Linked DNA regions of Danio rerio: region 1 is linked to region 2. The links are chromatin contacts, called in public Micro-C maps. All regions are on one chromosome and are shown on one strand. Each heading gives the region's core, a stretch centred on a gene start, on an enhancer-like site or on the middle of the called end of the contact. The rest is flanking DNA. Distances are from core to core; before and after follow the strand shown.

Evidence for each region. Hi-C and Micro-C count contacts between places; a contact is called where the count stands out from the background.
Region 1: a Micro-C map of caudal fin shows a contact between it and region 2, with 6 times the contacts expected there. The contact joins two enhancer-like sites. A contact is called at or near these places in 4 of 18 Hi-C or Micro-C datasets (caudal fin, embryo, hematopoietic stem cells and 1 more) and 1 of 4 datasets of contacts at active chromatin or transcription factors (caudal fin).

The regions. Positions count from the first base shown.
Region 1 is chr8:32,408,873-32,416,069 of GRCz12tu, reverse strand. dock8 (dedicator of cytokinesis 8) reads left to right here. Exons shown (of 47, transcript XM_021478460.3): 45 at 2,189-2,295; 46 at 4,906-5,076. Among named protein-coding and RNA genes, the nearest start is that of aopep, 16 kb to the right of the region's middle. Within about 2 kb of position 2,064, at least 21 of the 62 cell types and tissues checked have an H3K27ac peak or open chromatin away from gene starts, as enhancers often do.
Region 2 is chr8:32,228,537-32,235,212 of GRCz12tu, reverse strand. fancc (FA complementation group C) reads right to left here. Exons shown (of 13, transcript NM_001040637.1): 10 at 3,426-3,513; 11 at 2,036-2,210; 12 at 1,724-1,918. Among named protein-coding and RNA genes, the nearest start is that of mir24-3, 11 kb to the left of the region's middle. Within about 2 kb of position 2,067, at least 14 of the 62 cell types and tissues checked have an H3K27ac peak or open chromatin away from gene starts, as enhancers often do.

The DNA.
Region 1 (7,197 bases), core at 815-3,314, 180 kb before region 2:
AGCAAACCATCTACTGTATAAATAATTCATTAATATAGAAATCCAAAGTTCAACAATAGATTTGTCAAATGAAAAATAAATATGCACAAGGATACATTAAAATAATTAAATCCATCTCTTCTGACTAATTTTGACCACTTTCCTGATTTGGGCTAGTCTACATATGGGCTTTTTCTGATGTTTTTATTCAGTGCAATTTTCATTGTGAAAGGTAAAATGGTGACTAATATTATGTAGAATGGAAAGCAGAATGTGATTGAAAAGAGAACATTTTAATGCTTTGAGATTTTACAATTCAAAGTTTAAATATCTCATTTGTTCAGTCTGCTTTTAAAATGTTTTTGCCTCTGCTTTTAACAGGACCAGTGTTTTGCTTTTAACATGTATTTGAAAATGCAACATGTGCCATTAGCAAAACATCTACAATATGAATAATTCATTAATGTAGTGATACAAATGTCAGCATTAGTTGATTATTTTGTCAAATAAAAAATGAATAGACATAAGGATACATTAAATTGATTAAATTTTTTTTTAATAAGTTTAAATTAATTAAATCCACATTCTACAATTATTTCACATTATAAATCATGATGGTGTTTGCACTTTGGATTACTATAATAGATAATTTCATACTCTAATTTTAGTTTTTAGTTTTGTTTTTAGTTTACACATTCTATTCCTCAAAGAATATTGAAAATAAGTCACAGTTTCTGCTAAAAATATTAAGCTTCAAGTTCTGAAGGATCATGAGACACTAAAGACTACAGTAATGGCTGTTGAATTTTAGCTTTTAATCACATGAGGAAATATATATTTTTAACATAAATAAATTGAAGTTATTGTAAATTATGAAAAGATTTTAGAAACAAAGTATATAAAATCTCTCTCTCTCTCTCTCTCTCTCTCTCTCTCTCTCTCTCTCTCTCTCTCTCTCTCTATATATATATATATATATATATATATATATATATATATATATATATATATATATATAAATAAACAGATTACTTTCTAATTTTAGGCAAACAGCTAAATCCAACTACAACATTGACTAAAAGAGGTCTTACACTTTTGCACTAGACAATCCCTGTTAGCAGTTGCTGGTATGACCCTGATGATCTGAAAACAGCATTGGAACATGATTATTTAAATATTTAAGATAATCAAATTTAATAAAACTATCAAAACTAAAATAAGTTATGTTTACATACAGTAAAACATCACAATGATGCCCTCGCATAGGCTTTAAGTCCATAATTTGGCTTGTTTATATATCGAGTCAATAGACTTGAATGTAGTTCAAGAGGCTTGTGACCATGATGTAATGCAATATGTCAAGTGAGAGAATATAATTAATATAATATTTTTTTTATTAATATTATTGTTTTTTATTGTTGTTATAATTAATTATTATTATTTAACAAAAAAATAAAAGAAACAAACAATATTTTTAATATTATTGTTTTTATTGTTGTTATAATTAATAATGTTTATTATTATTGTTGTTATTTAACATAATGAGATAAGTAAATAAATAAAAAAATAAGTCTATTTCAAAAAATGATTGTGATCATTTTAAATAACCATCAATGAGAAAAGATGCTTTTTTTGGAGTCCAGAATATGTAGTTTCCACATCTACCAGCAGGGGCTAATGGATCCCTTCTAAACAACCATACCTTAATCCCCTGACATAAACACAGCCTCAGTCGCTTTTCCAGCCAGCCAGTCTCCTTCCATCCTTTTTCTACTACAGATCTCCGCTGTGGTTTTCAAATACTTTAGGTAATGTAAGGACACCACATAAAAGCAAAACGTTCATTTTAAGGTTGTAGGGATTCACAGCGATTCTCCCAACGTCTCTACACTTATAATGATGCCTGAAGCTCCAGAGTGACAGTTTACACCACTAATCAAGTTAAGAACGTATCCAAATCCCGTGGATAGGGCTGCGGTTTTGTGATAAATGCCCTTTGGAGAAACAACATACAAAGAGCGCAGCAATGCCTCTGCTCCTGGCTCCACGGTGACATCACTCACACAAAGACTTATTCATGATCTTTCCCTTATGTGTTGACTTTACCTTGTGGCCTCCAATGGATGAAGCATTCATTTTCTCCACTAGTGCAGTGGGGGGGAGAAAGGGGGGCTTTTCTTTCCTTTTCTCACTCGGTGTGTCTCCGCAGGGTCCATTGGAGGTGGCCCAGGTCTTCTTGAATGAAATCCCAGCAGACCCCAAGCTCTTCCGTCATCACAACAAACTGCGCTTGTGTTTCAAAGAGTTCATACTGCGGTGAGTGGCTGCTTCCAATGGCAAAGACATACAAACTCAAAAGTTTTTCAGTGACGTTCGACCTAACGGAGCTTGATTTCTATTGTCGGATCAAAGGAAATATGGAAGCGCCTTTATTTAATAGTGATTGGTTTGTTTATAGTTCTTTATTTGAAAGTTCATTGAAATATGTGGACGTAAGACACCCGAGGGGGCTTTTCCGCAAGCGGAGAAACCCCACTTTAATGCCACCCAGCTGCTTTTGTTTTGCATAATCATCACAATGTTTAAAGCAAGACTCGCAACAAATTAAGATTTCGAATGCAGGGAGTTTTCGCAGGATGTATACAAGTTGAAGGTTTTATATATTGCTTTTTTTTTTTTTTGGTGATAGATCAGGTCTTGTTGGATTCTGGGGCTTGATTGTTGCCAGAGTTGCAGACAAATATTTACCGTCATTTAAAATATGTTTATTTTTCCCCATAATCCATCCAAGCTGGCACAATCCTTCTTCAGCCAAGTTAGCGTTATTTGTGCCAAGATGTTAATTCTCCTCCTAGACTGTTTAAAACATATTTGGAAGATTTGAAGCCATTTAAAATGTATTTAAAAAAGCGGTTTTGTCCCTTAGTGTCCCACATTCACAAAGCAACAGGATTATTAAAGAGACAGTTCATTCACAACTAAAAATGGTCATCATTTACTCTACCTTCACTTGACCCAAACCTTTATGAGTTTAATTATTCTGTTGAACACAAAATATGATATTTTGAAGAAAGCTGTAAACCTGAAACTATTGACTACCATACATTTTGTTATTCTTACTATGGAAGTCAATGGTTACAGGTTTTCAGCTTTCATTTATTCATTTTCTTTTCGGCTTAGTCACTTTATTAATCAGGGGTCACCACAGTGGATTGAACGGCCAACTTTTTCAGCATGTGGAAAAGCAGATAGCCTTTAAGCTGCAACCCATGTCTTGAAAAACACCCATACACTTTCATTCACACACATACATTTAGCTCACCCAATTCACCTATAGCGCAAGTCTTTGGACTGTGGGGGAAACCGGAGCACTGGGAGGAAACCCACGCAAATACAGGGAGAACATGGAAACTTCATACAGAAATGCCAACTGACCCAGCCGGGGCTTGAACCAGCGACCTTCTTGCTGTGAGGCGACATCTCTACCAACTGTGCCACTGCAACGCCCGATTTAAGTGATGTAAAGTAAATAATGAGTACATTTTTATTTTGGGATGAACTATCCCTTTAACACGGTTTTGCTCACACACATTTGGTTTTTCACAGGACTGAAATAACAACTCTAGTTCACGTTCTAAAACCAAAGATACATTTTCAGGACTCCCAACCATATTTTTGGTGAAGCCCATTGTTTTTTTTTTTTGTCAAATAAGTTTTTTATTTGGTCGTTGAATAAACTTACAATAATCACAGGATTAGTTTTCTGATATGCATACATTTACAAAAACAAAACAAACAAACAAACAAACAAACAAACATAAAAAAAAAACCAAACACCCCAAGCCCAGCCTGTAAGTATACACTACAGTGATAATCAAAACAACTTTTAGTTACAATACATTGCTTTGGGGGGAAGAATTCCCCATGAAGTAATAAAAGAAAGGGCCCCAAATTTTCTGAAATTGTCCAATGTTGCCTTTTAAAATAAATCTGGTTCGTTCCAGGTGCAGAGTAGATGTCAATTGGTAAAGCCCATTGTTAACAAACTGTGTTCACAAATAACAGAATTACTAATATAGCTCAATAGATCTCTACTTGATCTTAACAATCATACGCAAGCAACATCACAAATTTACCTGAGCCATGTCATCTACAGGTTTACAGTCACAACCTCCAGTTTTGCGTCAAAATTAAAAGTTTTAATTGGTTAATTAAGACTTAATGCATAAAATCACACATCTGTGTTATGTCAGATGTGATATAAATCTTTGCAGTTTTTGATGGTGCCATCTTTCATGTATACTTTGTTCACTGTTGCTATGGTTACATTTGATTGTCACAAGTAGAATCTGGATTTGACTGCACTGTAGTGCATTAATGCCCATCCACATTTTCAGTAACAACAGGAATTAAAAAAAAAAAAAAAATGTAAAGTGTCATAAGCCATAAACCAAACCAACCTGTCATTCACCAAGGTGAATCACAGCATTGGAAACTTTGATTTTAAATAAGTATATGAAAAGCCAACCAAAAAAAAAAGGTACAGAACTTTATCTTTTATAAATTATAAACCCCGGCAAGGCAGTGGCGCAGTAGGTAGTGCTGTCGCCTCACAGCAAGAAGGTCGCTGGTTCGAACCTCGGCTCAGTTGACGTTTCTGTGTGGAGTTTGCATTTTCTCCCTGCCTTCGCGTGGGTTTCCTCCGGGTGCTCCGGTTTCCCCCAAAGTCCAAAGACATGCGGTACAGGTGAATTGGGTAGACAAAATTGTCTGTAGTGTATGAGTGTGTGTGTGAATGTGAAAACTCCTTATGCAACTCTTTTGTCTTTTTCTATCCAAATGCAGCTAATTGCACTAATTATTCCTGACCTGGTGCTCTGCTCCTCTTCTTGTGTCGCTAATGCTGTTGTGATTGCAAACCTGCAGGTGTGGAGAGGCCATTGAGAAGAACAAGCAACTCATCACTCCCGATCAGAAGGAGTACCAGCAGGAGATGAAGAAAAACTACAATAAACTGCGAGAGAACCTGAGGCCAATGCTGGAGAGAAAGATCCCAGAGCTCTACAAGCCCATCATCAAACCTCGCATCGAGAACAGGTAAATCCACTAGTGCTACACTTGATCTTTGACTCCGCAATCAGCAAATCTCTCCAGCGTTCAGGAGTATTTCCATAATTGCTGCTAGAGGAATAGCACACCCAAAAACAAAAGATTCTCTCATTACGGCAGATTTGTGGTGATGTTTTTGAGTTTGGAAAAGATTTATGCAAATATTGTTTAAAACACTTTTTGCATTCCTCAGAAAAAATAAAATAAAATGACATGGATTGAGAAAGACACAGGGGTGCAAAAATAATAGCTATTTGTCATTTTTGGGAGAGGTATACTTGTAAGTATTGCTCTTTGGGGGAGTACATGCTGGTTATGTACCACAATAAAAATTCTGTGCCGAAACATAAAATTCTGTATGCACTTGGTTTAAATCTGCTTTGTAATAGTTTTTTATTATTTTATAAAATAAAATATTTAAACATATAATGCAAGGTTTTTAAAATATAACTCAATATCTTAAATTATACTAATAAAAAAACCGACAAGCCAATAAAATAACCCCTTATTGACAGTGAACAAATCGAGAGGTGTGACCAACTTTGCCGTGACAACATGGTAGTGCTATTGCAAGCTGAAGGAACAAGTTTGCTTGAAATAAATGCATTATCTGCAACATAGACTCATTCTGAAAACGTGACATATATTCCTGTAGATTGCAAGTTATGTAGCCAGAAGTACGTATAGCTGCATTTTGTAAAGGACGTTATAGGGCTGTATGACACCGTTCCTAACAATAACAGTAAATAACAGGGTGAGAAAGTGGTAAAAAAATTCTACGAGGACTACTTTTTCTGGATTGCTTTTTAAAACGTCTGTTGGGTTTTAGGAAGTGAGTGGGCAGTGGTCAATCTGTGCTTTTGAAAACACTATTGGTTGGGCTTAGGGAAGGAGGAGGGTGGGTCAGTGGATCGATCGATCAGTCAGTCAGTCAGTCAATCATTCAGTCAGTCAGTCAGTCAGTCAGTCAATCAGTTAGTCAGTCAGCAGCGCCCTTTGGTGGATTTATGCGAAAACAGCATATGCGAATGGCACTTGTAAAAGAAATTTGAGATCTTAAAAAGCATACATAGCAACCTCTGGTGGATTCGTGAAAACAAAAACTGCAAAGAACGTAGCTCCTGGGACGAATTTTGCTCTCTTCAGAAATATATAGGGGTTCGTTTTCAGAATGAGCCTGGGTTGATTATTTGCATGTACGTTGCTATGCGATTCATGCATAAATAAGAACAGTATGTGTATGTGAATTTCAAATGAAATGTATTCATGTAGGGCGAGGCAGTGGCGCAGTAGGTAGAGCTGCCGCCTCACAACAAGAAGGTCGCTGGGTCGCTGGTTCGAACCTCGGCTCAGTTGGGGTTTCTGTGTGAAGTTTGCATGTTCTGCATGGGTTTCCCCCAGACATGCGGTACAGGTGAATTGGGTAAGCTAAATTGTCCGTAACGTATGAGTGTGTGTGTGTGTGTGTGTGAATGTGTGTGTGCATGTTTCCCAGAGATGGGTTGTGGCTGGAAGGGCATCTGGTGCGTAAAAACTTGCTGGATAAGTTGGCGGTTCATTCTGCTGTGGCGACCCCGGATTAATAAAGGGACTAAGCTGACAAGAAAATGAATGAATAAATGTATTAATGGGCACATAAAATGTACATTGTATATACAAAACCATTATTGACTGAAAATTTGGTGCATCCCTAGTTTATAGAGCACTAAAATACAGATTTCCAGTTTGAAAGACTTTATTTTAGCTTGCATTAAATAACCTTTTATTTCAGCATTGACTTTGTGATGTATGCATCGCGATATTAATCACATCAGCACACCACAGTTTGCATTGCATATAAATTGTAGATTTTAACTCTTTAAAATTTTGTAGAGTTTACACAATACTAGAATGGCAGTTTGTCATTTGCATGTAGTTTAAGTCATGTTAATGTATTTAAACTCAAAACACGTGAGTTCAATCATTCAGGCGCAAGAAAATATAATGTTTGTACTTTAACAGTGATTTATTGTATTTATTTTATAAAGTGAAGACTTAGGTGTTATTGCAGTTGTGCAGTGTTATTTTACATTTGATTAATCAATTGAATAATCATTTTTGTATATATGT
Region 2 (6,676 bases), core at 818-3,317:
CAAATGGCCTCCACAATTACCAGACCTCAATCCAATAGAGCACCTTTGGAATGTAGTGGAATGAAAGATTTGCATCATGGATGTGCTGCTGACAAATCTGCAGAAACTGCTATCATGTCAATATGGACACAAATCTTAGAAGAATATTTCCAGTACCTTGTTGAATCTATAGTATGTCACGAAGGATTAAGGCAGTTTTGAAGACAAAATGAGGTCCAACCCGGTACTAATAAGGTGTACCTAATAAAGTGGCCAGTGTGTGTATATTTACAAATTCACAAATAATGTTTGAGCCATTTTACGATGACATTTCCATTCGCCCTCCCCGGTATCTAAGTTTATAACTGTACATTTACCTAATAGAACATTTAATAGTGTATATATAATAGGACTTTTACCTTTTTGACATCAAATTATAGAATTGAAATAAATTTAAGAATGCTAAGTAATGTAAAGTGTTCATGGCTATTTTCATTATTATGCCGTTATATAACCATTATGTAATAAGAGGCATAAAATGATCTCAAAATGACAATTATATCGCTTATCACAACAATAAACGTGACAATATATGGCACTACAAAAATTCTTTATCATGACAGGGCTAGAACCTTCCATATTATTTTAATAATCAATTATATGGCAGTGCAACAGTTGAACAAACTCGTGTCGAGTAAAAAAAAAGTCTAAATTATTTCAATTCAGAACGTTTATATCATGAGTAAAATTAATTTAACATCATCAACACTTTTTATGATGATAAACCAAAGTTTAAGTTTGTTTTATATCTACCAGACAATTCTAAAAGAGAATGGATTAGTTTTATTTATTTTTTGTTATTAAATAGGATAAGGGAATTAATTAATTGTGTAAAAATCTTTACAAACCACATTGGACTGACATTGTGGTAGTGTAATACAACCTAAAAAACTGCTGGGGGCTCTTTTTATAAAGAAAACAAAACAAAAAAGTGAAGTAAATAAGTCAATGAAAACCTTCCTCTGCAGTGAGCTGTTAACACAAGAATGACTGCAATCAGACCACTCGCTTGCTAAAGAATTGCATCAGTAAATGAATCATCCTTCTGAACCAGTTCAAACCGCTGACTTGAGTTTCAGCAAAAAAAACTAATCAAAAATGAATAATGATTTAAATCTCAGTCTGCTGCTCATTCAAATCTAGCAGAGGACTCTAGAAATCTTGGATTTTAAAATGATCCAAAGTGCTTTTATGGTTTCTGTTTTTCAGTTTCGATCTTTAACAGCCTGTGGTCACTATGAATTGTTGCATGTGCATGAATATTATATTAAATACCACATAAAATACCAATTCTGAATAAATCATAGAGTAACCAAAGCTGAGAGGACTATCAAAACTCTGCATTCAAGCTTTTGTTTGCAGACTTTTATTTATCATTGTGTGTGTGTGTGTGTGTGTGTGTGTATGTGTGTATGTGTGTGTGTGTGTGCGTGCATGAAGCTGAAACGCTTCTGATTTTAAATGTGTCGTAAACAGCCAGCAGCCCGTTTTATTCTGTTGTTCTCTGCATACCACGAGAACTAGCGTAGGGTCAATAAAGGCACTGATGACAACTTAATTGGGCTCCGCGCAGCCCTCGTCTCGTCTTGAATAGGCCACCGGGTTCGCATGAGCAAACCCCTGGCATTTGAAGACGTAAATGTAATTTCACAGTGTGCTAAAACTGACTCACTGAAGACCTCACCTTGTCACTTATTTCAGTGATAATGCTAACAGGTCCGTGGGAAAAGACGGCAAAGTTTGAAAACAGATGCAAGACAAGGTTTGCCGAAATGGAGGAGGAGGACAACAGCTCTTTCACAGCACTGAGGTGTCTGGGAGGAGGAGGATGATTGAGAAACAGCATCCTCAGATGAGTCCAGGCTTCTCTGGCCACTGCCTGAGATTAAGACAAAGAGGAGGAAGCCATCAGTAATTTTCCAGTCTGCTTCACTTTGCTGTTTTTAACTTGTGACGTAGGGTGGACTGGCTGCGCTGCCATAATTAGATCTCTTACGGTTTGCTGGGAGCGCTGGTGCCCTCTGTTGGTGGGGTGGTGGAAGAACGTCAGCAGCCACAGCAGCGCTTCCGTGTTTCCAGACGCTGCCAGAACAAGCAGCTCGACGGCTGTGTCCACCCAATACCCACAACGCACCAGCAGGAACCAAGCCTCAAACATAGGCTGATACGCCCTAGAAAATCACCATCCATCCAAACACAGTGAAAAACAGAACTGTTATTTGCTGTTACATATGTGGAGGCATGAGTAGATTGAGTGAGTTTCTGGTTAAGAGAAAGAGATTTTTTTTCATGACTGATAGATGCATGTTCTAGTTTATCATCCTGATGACACCTGCAGTTGACACTTTTGCAATAAATATAAAAATATGCACACTTTTATGCAAAAGACCATATGACAACAATGGCTATAACTAGAAAAATCTATAAAATGCACTGAAAATGAAAGTTATTATTATTGTGAAGAAACGATTATGGCTGAGAGCCAAATTGTTGTTGTTTTTGTTGTGTTTAATTATTATTACTTTTATTCAGCAAATATAGATTTTATATACACATACACATATACATATATATATGATGGTTTATTGTGGGTATGTTGTTTACATAAAGAAATCTGTGTTACAAGTTAAACAAAAATTCTAATAATGAATTATATTTTGAATTAAAACAGTATTTGTCTTGCGTTTACATTAATTTTACATTAAGCTTCAGTCTTTTCACGATTAATTTTTTTTTAAGTGCGATTAATTAGTTAATTTTTTTAATCGATTGACAGCACTAATATATATATATATATATATATATATATATATATATATATATATATATATATATATATATATATATATATATATATTAATTCGACTTCTGATTGGGAGGTTATGTCCGGTCCCGATTATGTGATTGGATCTGGATATCCCTAGTGATCTCTAAATGTGTAAAGAATTACCATAAATAGTTCTATACACATCAAAGTTTAAATTAATATACCTGATTTGTCCTGCTAAATTTATAACATACTTCATCCTTATGTGCATATATTATACATGCACATCTATTAGAATGGGGCTTTGAAAGGAGGGTAACATCTACAGTACAAAAGACCTCATGAATTATAATAGATCAATTTTCAAGCTTTTCAAGACATTTAAACACGATACTTGGTCTCGACGTGGACAGAGCTTTTTTCAGGACAAGGATTTGTGAAGAGGAGCTGTGTACTTGAAGTGAAAATCTATCACTGAAAATCTGTTCATCTGTGTCCAAATGCTCTCCTGTGTCAAACCTGAGCTGCCTAGAAACATACAGGATCAAATCTCTCTACTAAGAGCACTGCGGATGATAAGAGAGCGATGAAGTGTAGAGTGTCTTAAAGCTCATCTCACCTGACATCTTCCTCCTCATTCTCCGTCACGCTCTGAAGTAAACTTGTGATCCAGCTCAGATGATCCAGCCAGGCCTCCCTGGGAACCTCTGAAAGACGGTGAAATGAGAAGTGCAGAAATGAGACACTTTTGAAATTGATTTGGAGCTGGATATCTAACTTACTCACTGATAACAAACCTGCAGTTGAATTAAATGTACCAATCCTTCAGTAAGACTTAAATTATATTTGGCCAGTGATACGTATGGAAATGTTGCTGCCTGCTATATTGTCATTAGAGATTTTGGTCTTTATGAATATATCTAAATTATTATCCTTAAGGTGATGTGAATCTCTTCTAAAGCATACAAATACCATAATATGTTTGCAAATATTTAAGAAACATGCCAAGTGAGCATACTTGATTATCTAAAAAACAATGCTGAAGTCAGATATTCTGCGTTGAAAATGCATTTTACGTGCCGGAAAGCTGTGTTTTGTAATTTTAACCTGCCCAATGCTAGTTTAGCCAATTATATTTCAGCACACTGGGTTACCTTGGTGGAAAACAGCGCATTACATTTATTCATTCATGCAAATCTTTAAGAAAGGCTCTGAAATCATGCAAGCGACCGAAATGCAACCTCCGGTGGACAGTAGCAGGCTTCAAAATGAGACACAGAATTAATTATCAAATGATATAAATATTATGAACGTAAACATCAGGTGAGCAAGTTACGTTGTAACGGCATGGTTTTCGCTACATTAATTTTTCCATGGTGGGGCGCATGCCAAAATTAATCCCGCCATTTCACTTTACTTCAGGGCGCACTCTGTAGGTCTATTGGAGACATTTATAAATATTCCCAGCAAATCTTATAAATGTTAAAGACATACTTGTTACATAAATGCACGAAATCGCACTTCAGCAGGATTTATTTGAGAGCGCACAAGAAGATCTGCGCTTGAGCAGTTTGAGGGGGCATGCAAGAAGTTTTGTGCACGAGTAGAGGAAATCGGCGTGCAAGTAAAGTGATTTTCATGCTCGTAGGCTATTACATAAATGCATATAATAAACTAAAACTCGAACCAGTGACCTTCTTGCTGTGAGTTGACAGTGCAAACCACTGATCCTATTTAAATATATTTTAAAATGAAATGTATTCAAGTGATTTCAAAGCTGAATTATTAGTCACATGATTCTGCGGAAAACATTCTGATATGCTGGTCAAGTTACCAAGTTACCATTCTAAAACTTTGGACCAGTAGTTTATGACTTGTTTATATATAAATGTACTAAATCGCACTTCAGCAGGATTTATTTGACAGCGCACAAGAAGATCTGCGCTTGAGCAGTTTGAGGGGGCATGCAAGAAGTTTTGTGCACGAGCAGAGGAAATCGGCGCGCAAGCAAAGTGATTTCCATGCTCGTAGGCTATTACATAAATGCGATCTTGAATACTGCGCTCACAACATTTGTCATTGAAATATTGCCACAGGCAGTCGGTAGATCTGTGTAAAAAGGCCTGCCTCCACAGCTGGAAAAAATCCTAGAGGAAACACTGAACCGCGTGTCCTAACAACATGCTTCGTGACGAGATACGCAGTGATAAGCAATTTAGCTGTTTGCACCAGACGAAACGTGACAGAAATTTACATACAGCCATTCAGAAGCACAGAATCTGCAATCACTCACAAAATAAGGTTTATAGTGTATTTAATACATATTCAATACACTTTAACATTATTAAATGTAAACTACATGCTGAATCACTCATTTGTGTTTAGTTCTAAAGTACAATTTAAATGGTTTATTTTATTTTCAAGATCTGAGGTGATCTGCTGCTGCTGCTTTTAGTAGTATGGCATTAAATGTCATTTAAAATGGCATTCAAACTCACAATATTATCATTTAACACTGAACAAAGCACATGAGGTGTACCTGAGGTGATCCATGTCATAGTTTTCTGTTGTTCACTTGTGAGAAATAGAAGCTTTTCAAACAAATCCATTTGTGGTGTTGGTTAGGGCAAAAACTCCCTTTAATAGGGAAAATATTCCTTCTATCGGGTGCCGTTGCTTTTATTTAGAACATGGTATAAATCACTTGCTCCTGTCCTTAATCTGGTAACCTGTGCTTGTGTTTGTTTTGATCCAGGAGTGCAATACCTAGTTCAACCACTGGGTGTTAAACTTTTTGCCTACTTGTTCTGATGTATATAAAAAAAGTAATAAAAACAAAACTAAATAAAATGCATTTTTTGATTTATAATTTTTTTAAAAGTTTTTGTTATCTGCACTTTAATGTAAGGGGAACAAAACAATGAAAAATAGATTTCCTTTTCTTATAGTTATATACTGTACACACACACACACACACACACACACAATATTTATACAATTGTGTTTCTATTAAATATATTCATTCATTCATTTATTCATTCATTTTCCTTGAGCATTGAGCCTTAATTGAGCATTAATAAAGTTTTTAAACTAAACTAAACACGGGGAGAACATGCAAACACCACACAGAAATGCCAACTGGCCCAGTCGGGACTCGAACCAGTGACCTTCTAGCTGTGAGTTGACAGTGCAAACCACTGAGCCTATTTAAATATATTTTAAAATGAAATTTATTCAAGTGATTTCAAAGCTGAATTATTAGTCACATGATTCTGCGGAAAACATTCTGATATGCTGGTCAAGACACCTTTACTATTCAAAAAGAAGATTTTTGCTATTCTTTGGATCAAATAAATGCAGAAGAGATTTCTTTGAAAACATATAAAAAAAGTTACCATTCTAAAACTTTGGACCAGTAGTTTATGACTTGTTTATATATAAAAAAAAATATTTTGGTAATTTAGTATTATTTTTTTTTATTTATTATTATTTTTTTGTAATTTTTTGATATAGCAAAACTGTGAACACTGTTTCAGGCTAGCAGAAAAAAAAACTTAAATACACTTTTAAGTATTAATTTTAATGCATCTTAAAATGATGCTTTATGTAAATAATTATTTTCAGTTTTTTTTCTCTCAAAAGATTTGCAATTCTTATTCTTAGAATAGGAAAGTAAAATATTTCACAAGAAACAGTGAACATGTGTTTTTAGTGATCAGAGTTTCAAATGTTTAGATCACAATCCAGTATATCCAATTTATTAGTTGGCATCAAAAATAAACATTCTCATGAAAATCCCAAAACATTGAACCCTATTATCATTTTAAGAGAAAAAAAAACAAGTGAGTAAATGACAAAAATGTCATGTCA